4 separate regions of the Mus musculus genome follow, and regions 1, 2 and 3 are each linked to region 4. Evidence: chromatin contacts called from public capture Hi-C and promoter capture Hi-C data. All regions are on one chromosome and are shown on one strand. The core of a region is the stretch at or near the end of the contact, and the rest is flanking DNA. Distances in the headings are between cores, read along the strand shown.

Region 1 (2,700 bases), core at 5-2,504, 390 kb before region 4:
AAATTCTGACCAAAACTAGCATTCGTTAGGAACTTGTGAAACCGGTTCCCCTTTACCAAAGGGGTTACCCTTACATGGGCAGCAGAAGGGACAAAAATTATGCCGGCCTCCAGGCTCCCCCAGTATATCCAGGCTCTCACAGTATATCACATGTTCCTGGCTCTTCTCAGCTCCCCCATTATCCTAAACGTCTCTATCTCAGGAGCTTCTCTTCCCTCACTTCACATTCTTATAACCTCGGCTATGCTGTTTTGGCCCTCCCTTAAGCTCCCTACCTTCTCTTATGCATGGTCTAGTCCCCTCTGCGAGCCATGTTCAATCTACTATTTTCTCACTCTGTGAGTTGAAGTTTAGCCAGGTCTACAGTGAGAGTTCCAGGACAGCCAGGGCTACATGGAGAAACCTTGCAGAATAAACCAATGTGTAAAGTTTATCTTGTCTAGACCCTTCAACCTTTTAGTCCGGAGTGGTAGTGGTCTCTTTCTTTGGGACAATGAAACTTATTTCTAATACTTCAAGGACAAGTCCATTAATGTCTGAGGTGGTTTGTAGTTTCAGGTCTCTTTTCTGATCGCGATGGGGTTTGGGGTGGAGTAAAAAGGAGTCAACGTGGTGGGCTGGCAAACTGTGAGGCCGAAAGTTCTAACATCTGCTTTGAGTTTTTACCTTTTTGCTTCAAGGGCGCCAAAGTACCTGGGGGAAAGGTGTTGTTTTCTCTCATATAGTCATATAGTCTTCCAAGTAGCCTAAAACTCATTACACGACCCATATTGGTTTTAACTCTTTTTTTTTTTTTTCCCTCCAGCCCCACCCCATGGCTTTAACTCTTGATCTTATTGCCTCACCCCTTCTAAGGGCTGGAAAAATGAGCGACTTCACCTAACTAGAATCAAAGATGTAAGAAGTGATTTGCTAGAGTTGGAAATAGGAAGCTGCAAGGCTGGTTATTCCGGGATCTTAGAAACACTGTCAACCAGAAGCACTGGAAGAACTATAGCTAGGAATTAGATAGCCAATTTCCCAGGCTTTCGGTATGGGTGTACCGACACCGCCGACCGCCTAGTGGGCTGATGGTCCGCGCGCCACCCTTTCATTGGCCAGCCGTCACAAGGCCCATGCTCACACGAGGTAATTTAGCCAATCAGCGAACTAGGCCACACCCACCCTGAGACACAAGTCTGAGTTTCTTGCCGCCTAGTCCGTGGCATGCCGGGAGTCGTAGTTTTATATTTATGTTCTGCCTCCTGAGCCTGGAGACTGGGAACTACAACTCCCAGAGTGCTGAGCGGATGCACGCTCAGCTTTTAGGTGTAAGCCGCAAACATCTTGGACCCCGGGAGAATCCGCGTTGAAGAACAGGTGAGAGCTATTGTTGGGGCTGGAGCTGAGGTTTACCCGTGTCTCGGATCGGGTGAAGCTCCGAGGCACTAAAGGACCAGTCCGTGTTGGAGTTACGGGGCTTGGGGTCGGTGGGCCAGAATGAACGGTTTGCTTGTGCCTTCGTGAATTTCTAAACGCTGGCGTCTTCCTCAAGTCTTCCGTACGCCAGGCCTTTAGTTTACTCTTGTGAGTCCTCCCACGCCCACCTGTTGCTCGGAGGCCGGCTGCGGTTAGCACCAGTGCCGGGACAGATGACAAGCGCACAGCACCTTCGGCTCCAGTCCCCTCATTGGGACTATCTAAGAGCTTCCCTCTCTTTCCCCTACATCCGGACTCCTGGGTTCCAGCTTTGGCTCTTCGTCAGCTCAGCTCTCTTACATTCACTGAACCTCAGTTCGGTGTCTCCATTAACATTGTGACTTAAGGACCTTGCATCCCGTAATTCCCGTAATACAATGTTCCGAATTGTAGTGAACGCAACCTTGGAAGTAGAAAGTGTTCAGTTTTAGCCATTTTCGGTTTAAGTGAAGATCTATTGGATCTCAGTCACTCCGACAAACTTTTCATTTCCTGTGTGTTTTTTATGTAATTCTTGAGTTTAGAAGCGGGGTGGGGCGTTCTAATGCAGGAGGTAACAAGCTTGGCTTGGGGGATACCTTAGGTAACTGCTACCAAGCATCTGCCTTCGGTGCTTGCTCCTGCAGGGAGTGCTTGGTGCCCCCACCCCCATGCACACCCAGGATGCCCCTGTCCTGCTGGCTGAGATCTCTGGGGGTCTTCCTGCTGCCAGCCCCCTGCTGGGCACCCCGGGAGAGGTGGCTTGGTTTCCTACAACGACCCTCCCTGGCATATGGGTGTCCAGTCCTGGGGGCCTGGCACAGTGCCCGCTGGTGGTGCCAAGTGTGGACAGAGGAGCCTCGGTGAGTGTGGTTGGGGTGTGGGGCTTCGGGGAGGGAAGCACCCGAGCCACCCTCTCATTTGTTTGTGTGTGTGTTTTTTTTTCCCTCAGAGCATTTAGCTCCTCTGTCAGAATGAATGGGAACCAGAAATTGGATGCTTATAACCAAGAAAAGCAGAATTTCATCCAGCACTTCTCCCAGATCGTCAAGGTGCTGACTGAGAAGGAGCTGGGACACCCAGAGATAGGGGATGCTATTGCCCGGCTCAAGGAGGTGAGGCATTCAGGACTGAAGAAGCTGGTAGAGGTGTGGATTCATGAGGGGTTTCGATAAGAGCGAAGTGACTACCTGGGTCTCTGGAGTAGATGGGTCTCTGCTGCACTTCAGCCCTCCTCGGGGATGTTTGGCTCCATGACTTTTG
Region 2 (2,700 bases), core at 100-2,599, 350 kb after region 4:
ATGGGTCCGCGCGAAAGCCCGGGCTGCCTAACGCCAGGAGGCGCCACAGGAAGTACCTGCGCCAGGCACCTGCTCAGGCGCTGGGGCCGTAGTGCCCCTGCCCACCTGGCACCCGTCTGAACCTAATTCGCTCACCAGGTGGGCAGGAAGTGAGTCCAGATGTTGACCGTCTCATTAGTCATCTGGAAGGAGCTGAGAACACAGTCTAAGGCAGAGCTTGTGGGGCATCGGTAGCCAGACATGATGCCTTCTTCCCAAAACACCTGGGGGTGGTGGGGGAGCAGAGCAGTCATCATTAGCAGGCCTTTCCCCTCCATGAAGTGTCAGGTAGCCGGGCATAGTGGCTCATGCCTTTAATCCCAGCACTTGGGAGACAGAGGCAGGTGGGTCTCTGTGAGTTCGAGGCCAACCTGGTCTACAGAGTTCCAGGACAGCCAAGACTACACAGAGAAACCCTGTCTCGAGAAACAAAAAACAAAATAAGAGGTGTCTGGAAACACGATAGAAGATGCACTAGAGATTGCAGTGGTCCCAAGTCAAACACAACCCAACCTATTTCTTACCAGCCTTCCAAACCCACAGGGCAAACAACAGAACCAGAATATTGGGATTAAATAGGATGGGGGAATACACACACACAGGGTGTTCTGCAGATGGGGATTCTGAGAGGAGGGACGTTTAGGAATGTGAGTAGAGGTCACACGTTCTATACTGAAATTGAAACGTAAGAAAGTTAGCTTGCAGGAAGAACTTCCCAAATAGCTAATATGAGAAAAAGCTCTGCCCCAATGAGTTCTCTGAGGAAGGCGAGGTTGATGGATTGGGGCCCCTCACCCGGGGGACCTGATGGACTCGAAGGAGTTGAGGCATCTTGAGACTGAGCATGGTGGCCGGATACCTCCACGTTGACCTGGAGACAGAAGGTCAGGGATTGGCACCCATCCGGTTTCCTATGACCAGATTCAGACTAGAGTCAGCCACTCAGGTGGCCCCTTTCCCCTCCTGGTCCTAGCCTGGGGCATCCAGTCCTGCTTCAGAGGTCCTCAGTCTCTGCGGGTCTGCAGTGAAGGGCTCCCCAGCAGCGAGGCTGCCTCCTGTTAGTAACTCCATTTGCGCCTCGGCCAGAATCCTCAATCCAGGAGGCCCCACATAGAGGACTAAGACCTCCACACCCAAAATTGGTGCCCTCGAGGAAATTGCTAAAGAAGGGCAAGGAATTAGGGGGTGTCCTCCTTTTCTAGAGGATACCACTTGTGCCCTTGGGAATACTCAGAGCCCCTGCCCCTCCTGGGTCCCGTGCCCCTCAGCCCAGACCTGTTTGCCGCGTCCGGGTGGCCTCGGCTCCGCCTGCCCGCCCGCCTCTCAGCCGCCTCTCCCAGCACATTCCTTGGCACCGGCGGAGGGGCGGAGCGAATGAAGTGGGCGGGGCCACTGACCTGGACCGATAGGACCCTTTCTCCCATCTCAGACTAAAACTTCCCAGCAACTCCACCCTCTCTTCTTGCCTCTAGCTCCGCCCATTCTGGAGTCTTTCTAGGATCTAGGGGGCTTCACAACCAGTTTGTCCTCTGAGATGGGTTCTGAGGATCTTGCCCAGCTTAACAACACAAACCTGGTCCCCAGACCCTTCATCCCAAGTGAAGAGGAGGTGTAGGAGAGATGCCTGTGCTGAGTGTTGCCCAGCTGCCCCGGGAAAGGCTGAGCTGAACCGGGGAGAGGTCCCTCTGCCCTCAGCAGTAGGGTCTGGAGAGCTCTGCTGCAGTGAGGAGTGCGAGGCTGGGAAGGTGCTTCACTTCCATTTCCCCAGATGTGAGCTGCATTATTACCCCAGAGATTGACCACGCTCCCAGCCAGGCTGACTGGACTCCACAGGCAGAATCTGGTTCCTGCCACTCAGATTGACAGGGGAAAAAAGTGACTGAGGATGTGGGCCAGGCCTGGCAGAATGGAGAGACAGGAGAACAATCTTAGCCTTGTCTGCCTGTCATGGGGCAGCACGGGGTGGCCCAGCCCCATTAGCAGGCAGCTCACTTGGCCTCCTGCACACAGCCAGCCCTTCAGGGTGTGTCTGGACCCGCTTCACTGTGCTGTCTAGATCAGGCTAGGGGCCCAAGCTGGGATCTAATCTTCTTTGACCAGGACACCTGGCCTGAGTCTCCCACGATCTGAGGTTGCTAGCAGGAACTCCAAAACCAACTGCAGCTGCATCTCAAAAGCAATGCCTATTTTGCCCTTGGTGAATGTTGGCCCACCTGAGAAGGAAGGATGCACCAATCTAATTTACCTTGCCACCGTCTGAGTTGCCACCCCAGGATGGTAGGAATAAAGAACCTTGATTTCAAGCCTCACCCTTTATCCCTTCTGGAGGACATGACCCAGATGGGAACACCAAGCCAGCCCCAGACAGTAGATTCATCAAACACTTCTGCAAAACAGGTATGGTGCTTCCTGTGATCTCAACCTTGGAGAGATGGAAGGAACCACTGAAGTCTAAGGCTGGCTTGGCTATGTAGCAGTTTGGAAGCCTCCTTGAGTTTCCTAGAACTCAACTGCATGTGCTGGAGATACAGTTCCGTGGTACTGATGTGGAACTCAAGCACTGCTTCCAAAACACCCCAAAGGTACGGAGTGTTCCAGCCAGGACTGTGTGAGTGGAGGTGAGGGTGTAAATGTTACTCAACATGGATAAGGCTCGGACTC
Region 3 (2,700 bases), core at 90-2,589, 260 kb after region 4:
CAAGTGTGAGCTTCTCACATTGTCCGAGGGCCTGGGAGAGCACTTGGTCTCCTGAGGACGCCCAGGGACAGGAAGAGAGTAAAGAAGGATGGCATTGGAGCTGCTCCTCTGGTCACAGCTCCTCCCTGTGACCCAGATAGGCCAATCTGTCTCCAAAGAGAGGCCCTGAGGTGGTGGCTTCCCAAGCCTGATCTAGAGGTCAAGGAGACTCAGAAGTTTGTGTCAGCACAGGGAGATTGGCAAAGTCCTCACAGTGAACGGAGAGCTTGGGGGGGGGCGGGTCTTAGCAAGCTTTGACAGATGAAGCCATCAGGAGGGTCTGTGTGAGCCCAGCTCCTGGGCCACACTGGAGAACGGAAGCAGAGGGGAAAGCATGAAGGGAAGGCCAAGCAGGCTCTACCGAGGAATGCTTTCCGTCTAGGAGCTGTAACTGGAAGGGTGGAGGACAGCCTACAGTGGGGACCATCCTGGCAGTGAGGATGGTGTTTACAGTGAAGATAGGGTATGTCCTGGAGGTAGACCAGCTTGGGTCACTGTGCTCTTTAACCTGAAGTCAGCTGACCCGGGAGAGTGGGCAGCAGCCCAACCACTCTTTATTGGCCTAGGAGCCCTTGGTTACTCATTAACCCTGCGTTATGAGGTCTTCCTGGAACCTTTGGGGAGGAGGAACCAGCCACCATGCCAGCTGGGTGCTTCAGCTCCAAAGCGTATCCCAAGAAGCACGCGTTCAAATGGGGAATTTCTCCAATTTCCCACTGAGACGTCAAATTACTAGGGCTTCCTCAGCAAAGTCATAGGGAAAAACCAAAAAACTAATACAAATGTAGGATTTTTATTTATTTTTTATTTTTTTGATACGGGGTTTCTCTGTATAGCCCTGGATGACCTGGAGCACACTCTGTAGATCAGGCTGGCCTCGAACTCAGAGATCTGCCTGCCTCTGCCTCCCGAGTACTGGGATTAAAGGTATGCCTCGCCACCATGCCAGCTTTAAACGTGTTATCTTTCAAGAATGTGGTCCTACTGGGTGTGGGAGGTCGGGAGGTCTCAGTATGTGGCAGTGGGGGAACCCCACAATGGGGTCAGAGAGAGAAGGAATAGGAGAGAGACGGTGTCATACCGAGCTCTCTTGAGCAAGAGGAGTCTGCAGCTTGGGCTGGTTAGACTGGAAGTGGTGTGCGGGAGAAACAAGGGCATCACTGAACTGGCCGGGAAGGAACTCTTAATTTCTGGATAGACTAAGGAGGGAGGGAGGTGTGTCTCCTGCAAGGCCTTCAAGCCTCACCCCCACTCCCACACTCCACCAGTCTCCCCGCCCTGATCCACCAACTTCCGCCCAAGCCAGCCAGGATCTGTCACAACTCGAGGTAGAAATTCTGGTTTCCCTGGCCTGAAACCCACACTGGCTCTGGCAGGATGGGTGCCTGGAGGGCCGCGCGCCCGTTCCAGCCAGGCTGAGCCTGCTTGCCTTGCCTGGACCCCCTTCTTTGCCTCGGATGGCACCCTGATTCAGGGTTTGAACACAGGACTTCTCAGTGTGGCTGGCTCAAGGGTATGTGAGATGAGGCGGGGGCGGGGGAGGGGTGTGAACCTGCATTCAGTGGCCATGGGGGAGGCTGATTGCGGAGCTCTGGGGAGGCAGACAGGGGGGCTGGAGAAGTTGAGAGTCTGCCAAGGACTCCTGCCCAGGCCACTCCCAGGAAATACAGAGGGCAGCCCCACCACAGTGGTAGATAAACTGGCACGCCCCTATCCCTAAGAAGAAGGCTAGATGGGCCCGATTAAGCAAGAGTCAGAGCCCCTGGGGGCTGAGGAGAGGGTAGGCTGTCTGCCTGGGTTGGGGTGAGTAGCGGGCATAAGGTGTCACAGCACAGGCCAGCCTGGGGAAATCTACCTTTTGCATACAGGAACTAGTTCCCTAGAAGACCTTTGCCCAGGGCCAGAGATGATCAGAGCTCTGGAGCACGGGGCCAGGAGATGCTGAGGGGGCAAAGTGGAAAGGAATTTTTCTGTGAGTCAGGTGAGAAATGGCAAGGTAGTTTTTTTAATGGTTAGGTGACCAGAGGCACAGCGTGGGCCACAGCAGCACCCTATGCAGAGGGCAGCAGGAGGCACCTTCAAGGCTGGGGATGGATGGAAGTGAGACTCTGAGGGCCCTTCCAGAGAGGAACTTCTGCCCCCTGGGGCTCTCCTATTGGCCCTCAGGAAGGGTGTGGTAAGCATGGCTAACCCAGAAAGTGCCTGTTTCCTCAGAACCATCTGGTGACCATCTCAGGCTGACCATGGCCCTACCATCCCTGGGCCAGGACTCATGGAGTCTCCTGCGTGTTTTTTTCTTCCAACTCTTCCTGCTGCCATCACTGCCACCTGCTTCTGGGACTGGTGGTCAGGGGCCCATGCCCAGAGTCAAATACCATGCTGGTAAGTGTCTAGTACCTGGGAGGTATGGATGGCACCATAGAGATGAAGGGGCTGAGGAAGGAGAAGGGTGTGCCAGAGGGGACGAAATGGCACGAAGAAACAGAGATGCCAGGGAGCCTGGGAGGGGCTGGGAGAAGAAGAGGCCACCTGAGGCACAAGTTGATCTGTAAGGGAAGGAAGGGTCACTGTGACCCTTTTCTGCCAACTCAGTGGTTTTTCTTTCCCTCAAATGTCAGTCACTAAGCAAGGAGCCTTAAACTCCTGACTGCTTTTTCAGTA
Region 4 (2,873 bases), core at 14-2,513:
TGAGCTGCAAGGATAAGGAAATAAAGGAAGAGCTCTAAGTGGAAGATTGGTTCTAAGAGTTCAGCAGGCTGGCTCTACTTGTTTTTCTGCTTCCTTTTGTGGAAGTTCAAACCAGCTGACTCATCCTTCAGGGTTAGTCTCATGTCAGACCCTGAACAGTGACAGCAAGAAAAGGTTTCATTGAGTGGTCGTTAAACTTTTCCTTTAATCTAACAATACATTATATGTCCTTAAATAAAAAAGACAGTTTGTCTACCAATGTAATCTGAAGACTAAAGATAGCATAAATGTGCATATGAAGTCTAAAATAAATACTCAAATGTTTATTCTGGTCTCTAAGTAAGTATGAATTACATACACAAACAAGCTTAGGATATAAATATTACTTTTTAAGCTCTAACTCTATTGAGATACTTTCCCAGGCTGTATCTGGAAATATAAACAAGGAGCTGACTTACCAATGGTGGGGTCATGGTCTTCTGGGAATCGGTGGCTGATGAACTGCATTGTCATGGCTTCAAAACAAGAGATGCAACTCAGGACACTGTGACCAGGAAGTATTTTAGCTATCAATTTTGCACAAGAGCCAGTAACCCATCTGGGTTGCTTTTCAAACGTTGTGTGGCAAACAGAAATGGTTACCTACCACTCTTCCCAACTCCACCGGCACCCAGCATCACTAGTTTGTATTCCCGGGAGAGTGCTGCAGGGCTGCTACAGCTGCTACCAATGGGGCGAGCTCCGGACTCCATTGTCCTCCGGGGCAGTCCTGGGCCCCTGGGAAAGGCCTCCTAGAGGAGAAGGCACAGAACATTCAATCCAGGATGGAAACAGTGGGCCACAGTGAGAGCCTCCTTCTTCCGTCCCCAAACACCATGGCCTACTCTGCTCATTGCAGAACGCTAAGAAGCCCTACATCCTCGCCCTTCACAATCAGTCTCAGTCCTAAAACAGATCATAGATGTCCAAACTTACTTTTTCCAGAAAACTAAAAAGAACTTAAAACTTCAGATTGAGGCAGCGTGCCAGTAGGAAGGAGCCGGATGAGTGCAGAGCGCTGCCTGACACTGTCACGTTCTTTCACGGTGGCCGTGGCTCCCCCACTTCACCACCTTTCCCGCCACCGTCACCCCCCCGCCCTGTTCACCTGAGCCTGTACCTCTGAAACCAGCTTTGAGGCCGGGTGGTAACCCGCGTTCCTTTCCCAGCTGCGCCCCACAGCCCAGGGCCCCGCCCGGGTCCTGGAAGATGGCGCCGGTGGGCGGGGCATGACCCTGAGCCCCGCCCCCACAGCTGACAGATACTCTGCTCCGCCCCGCGCCTAACTCTAACTCGCTAAGCCCTCTGGTCACATACGAATCTCAAGGCTTGCACTTACAAAAATGGATGTTATATTAATCGAACAGATACTTTTAAAGATTTATTAATTTATTATATGTAAGTACACTGTAGCTGTCTTCAGACACTCCAGAAGTGGATGTCAGATCTTGTTAAGATGGTTGTGAGCTACCATGTGGTTGCTGGAATTTGAACTCAGGACCTTTGGAAGAGCAGTGCTCTTAACACCTAAGCCATCTCTCCAGCCACGAACAGATACTTTTAAAGTGATTAACTTAGGGCTATTTGCTGCTGGTAGAGGGAAAATATCTGTCACCAGATGTACAGCACAACAAACCCACACCCCCTCAATCTTTCCAAAATACAGAATTACATTAGGGTAGGTATGGTACTTGCTACAAAGCAGCGCTTCATTTTCCAAAAACGCTGTTACATCAAAAGCTCTTGAAACCAAAACCAGATGATCGCGGTATCCAGTTATTCTAGTTAGAATTTTTTTTTTAAAGATTTATTTATTTATTATATATAAGTACACTGTAGCTGTCCTCAGATACTCCAGAAGAGGGCATCAGATTTCGTTACGGATGGTTGTGAGCCACCATGTGGTTGCTGGGATTTGAACTCGGGACCTTCGGAAGAGCAGGTGGCGCTCTTAACCACTGAGCCATCTCACCAGCCCTCTAGTTAGAATTTTAAATTTTAAAATTATTAAGACAAATACAAGTCAGATAGGATGCAAGCACATCCATATAAACCAAGCATTTGGAAGGTGTCTGTGCCAAGCAGTACAAGGGCCACCTTGGATACCAGCTAAATTCGACATTGGGTTACATGAAACCCTGTCTTAAAAGCAGAGCTCAGGAGAGATTATCAGTAGTTAAAAACACTCCTTGCGGGGGCTGGTGAGATGGCTCAGTGGGTAAGAGCACCCGACTGCTCTTCCGAAGGTCCAGAGTTCAAATCCCAGCAACCACATGGTGGCTCACAACCATCCGCAACAGGATCTGATTCCCTCTTCTGGAGTGTCTGAGGACAGCTACAGTGTACTTACATATATTAACAAAATAAATCTTTAAAAAAAAACAAAAAACACTTCTTGCTTCTGGATTCAGTCGCTAGCACCCACACAGTGGCCCACAACCATCCAGTTTCAGGGGATCCACAACCCTCTTCTGACCATTTGCAGGCATCAGGAATACAAATGGTGCACATATATACACATAAGCAAAAACATACATATGAATAAATACACCTTTTTAAAAAGCAGATAGCTTATGCCTTTAATTCCAGCACTCCAGAGGCAGGTGTGTATCTGTTTGTGACCAGCTTTAGACAAGACAGACAGAGAGGGTCTCTTTTGACTTCCAAGCTAGTAAAGGCTACAATGTGGGACCCAGTCTCATAAAAAACAAATTAGCATAACTGGGCTTCATCCACTCTGCACATCACATGGAGTGAAACGTTCCTGCATTATTCTTGCAACCTCCACTTCCCTTTTCTGCTGGAGCCAGGATATAGGTGAGCAGCTTAAGCTA

Evidence for each region. Promoter capture Hi-C pulls out the DNA fragments that hold promoters and counts their contacts. Capture Hi-C pulls out chosen DNA fragments and counts their contacts.
Region 1: a contact with region 4 is called in a promoter capture Hi-C map of second pharyngeal arch cranial neural crest. The contact joins the promoter of Fdps here to the promoter of Rit1 in region 4. A contact is called at or near these places in 4 of 39 promoter capture datasets (cranial neural crest, maxillary cranial neural crest, neural stem cells and 1 more) and 1 of 115 datasets of contacts at active chromatin or transcription factors (craniofacial prominence).
Region 2: a contact with region 4 is called in a capture Hi-C map of macrophages, with 2.1 times the contacts expected there. The contact joins the promoter of Paqr6 here to the promoter of Rit1 in region 4. A contact is called at or near these places in 17 of 39 promoter capture datasets (the C10 cell line, the HPC-7 cell line, HPC-7-derived erythroid cells and 10 more), 16 of 484 Hi-C or Micro-C datasets (cortical neurons, embryonic stem cells and nephron progenitors), 4 of 115 datasets of contacts at active chromatin or transcription factors (embryonic stem cells and stem cell-derived neural progenitor cells) and 4 of 9 other capture datasets (adipose tissue, embryonic stem cells, liver and 1 more).
Region 3: a promoter capture Hi-C map of adipose tissue shows a contact between it and region 4. The contact joins the promoter of Sema4a here to the promoter of Rit1 in region 4. A contact is called at or near these places in 1 of 39 promoter capture datasets (liver), 1 of 115 datasets of contacts at active chromatin or transcription factors (memory CD8 T cells) and 2 of 9 other capture datasets (adipose tissue and liver).

Annotation. Positions count from the first base shown.
Region 1 is chr3:89,100,521-89,103,220 of GRCm38.p6, reverse strand. Fdps (farnesyl diphosphate synthetase) reads left to right here and starts at 1,254. Exons shown (of 10, transcript NM_134469.4): 1 at 1,254-1,359; 2 at 2,390-2,552. The coding sequence starts at 2,412.
Region 2 is chr3:88,363,238-88,365,937 of GRCm38.p6, reverse strand. It overlaps Paqr6 (progestin and adipoQ receptor family member VI), which reads right to left and starts at 1,349. Exons shown (of 8, transcript NM_198410.3): 1 at 1,315-1,349; 2 at 835-910; 3 at 136-263; 4 at 1-56. The coding sequence starts at 885.
Region 3 is chr3:88,454,400-88,457,099 of GRCm38.p6, reverse strand. Sema4a (sema domain, immunoglobulin domain (Ig), transmembrane domain (TM) and short cytoplasmic domain, (semaphorin) 4A) reads left to right here and starts at 1,339. Exons shown (of 15, transcript NM_013658.3): 1 at 1,339-1,552; 2 at 2,254-2,421. The coding sequence starts at 2,283.
Region 4 is chr3:88,715,244-88,718,116 of GRCm38.p6, reverse strand. It overlaps Rit1 (Ras-like without CAAX 1), which reads right to left and starts at 1,263. Exons shown (of 6, transcript NM_009069.4): 1 at 1,160-1,263; 2 at 647-791; 3 at 459-515. The coding sequence starts at 752.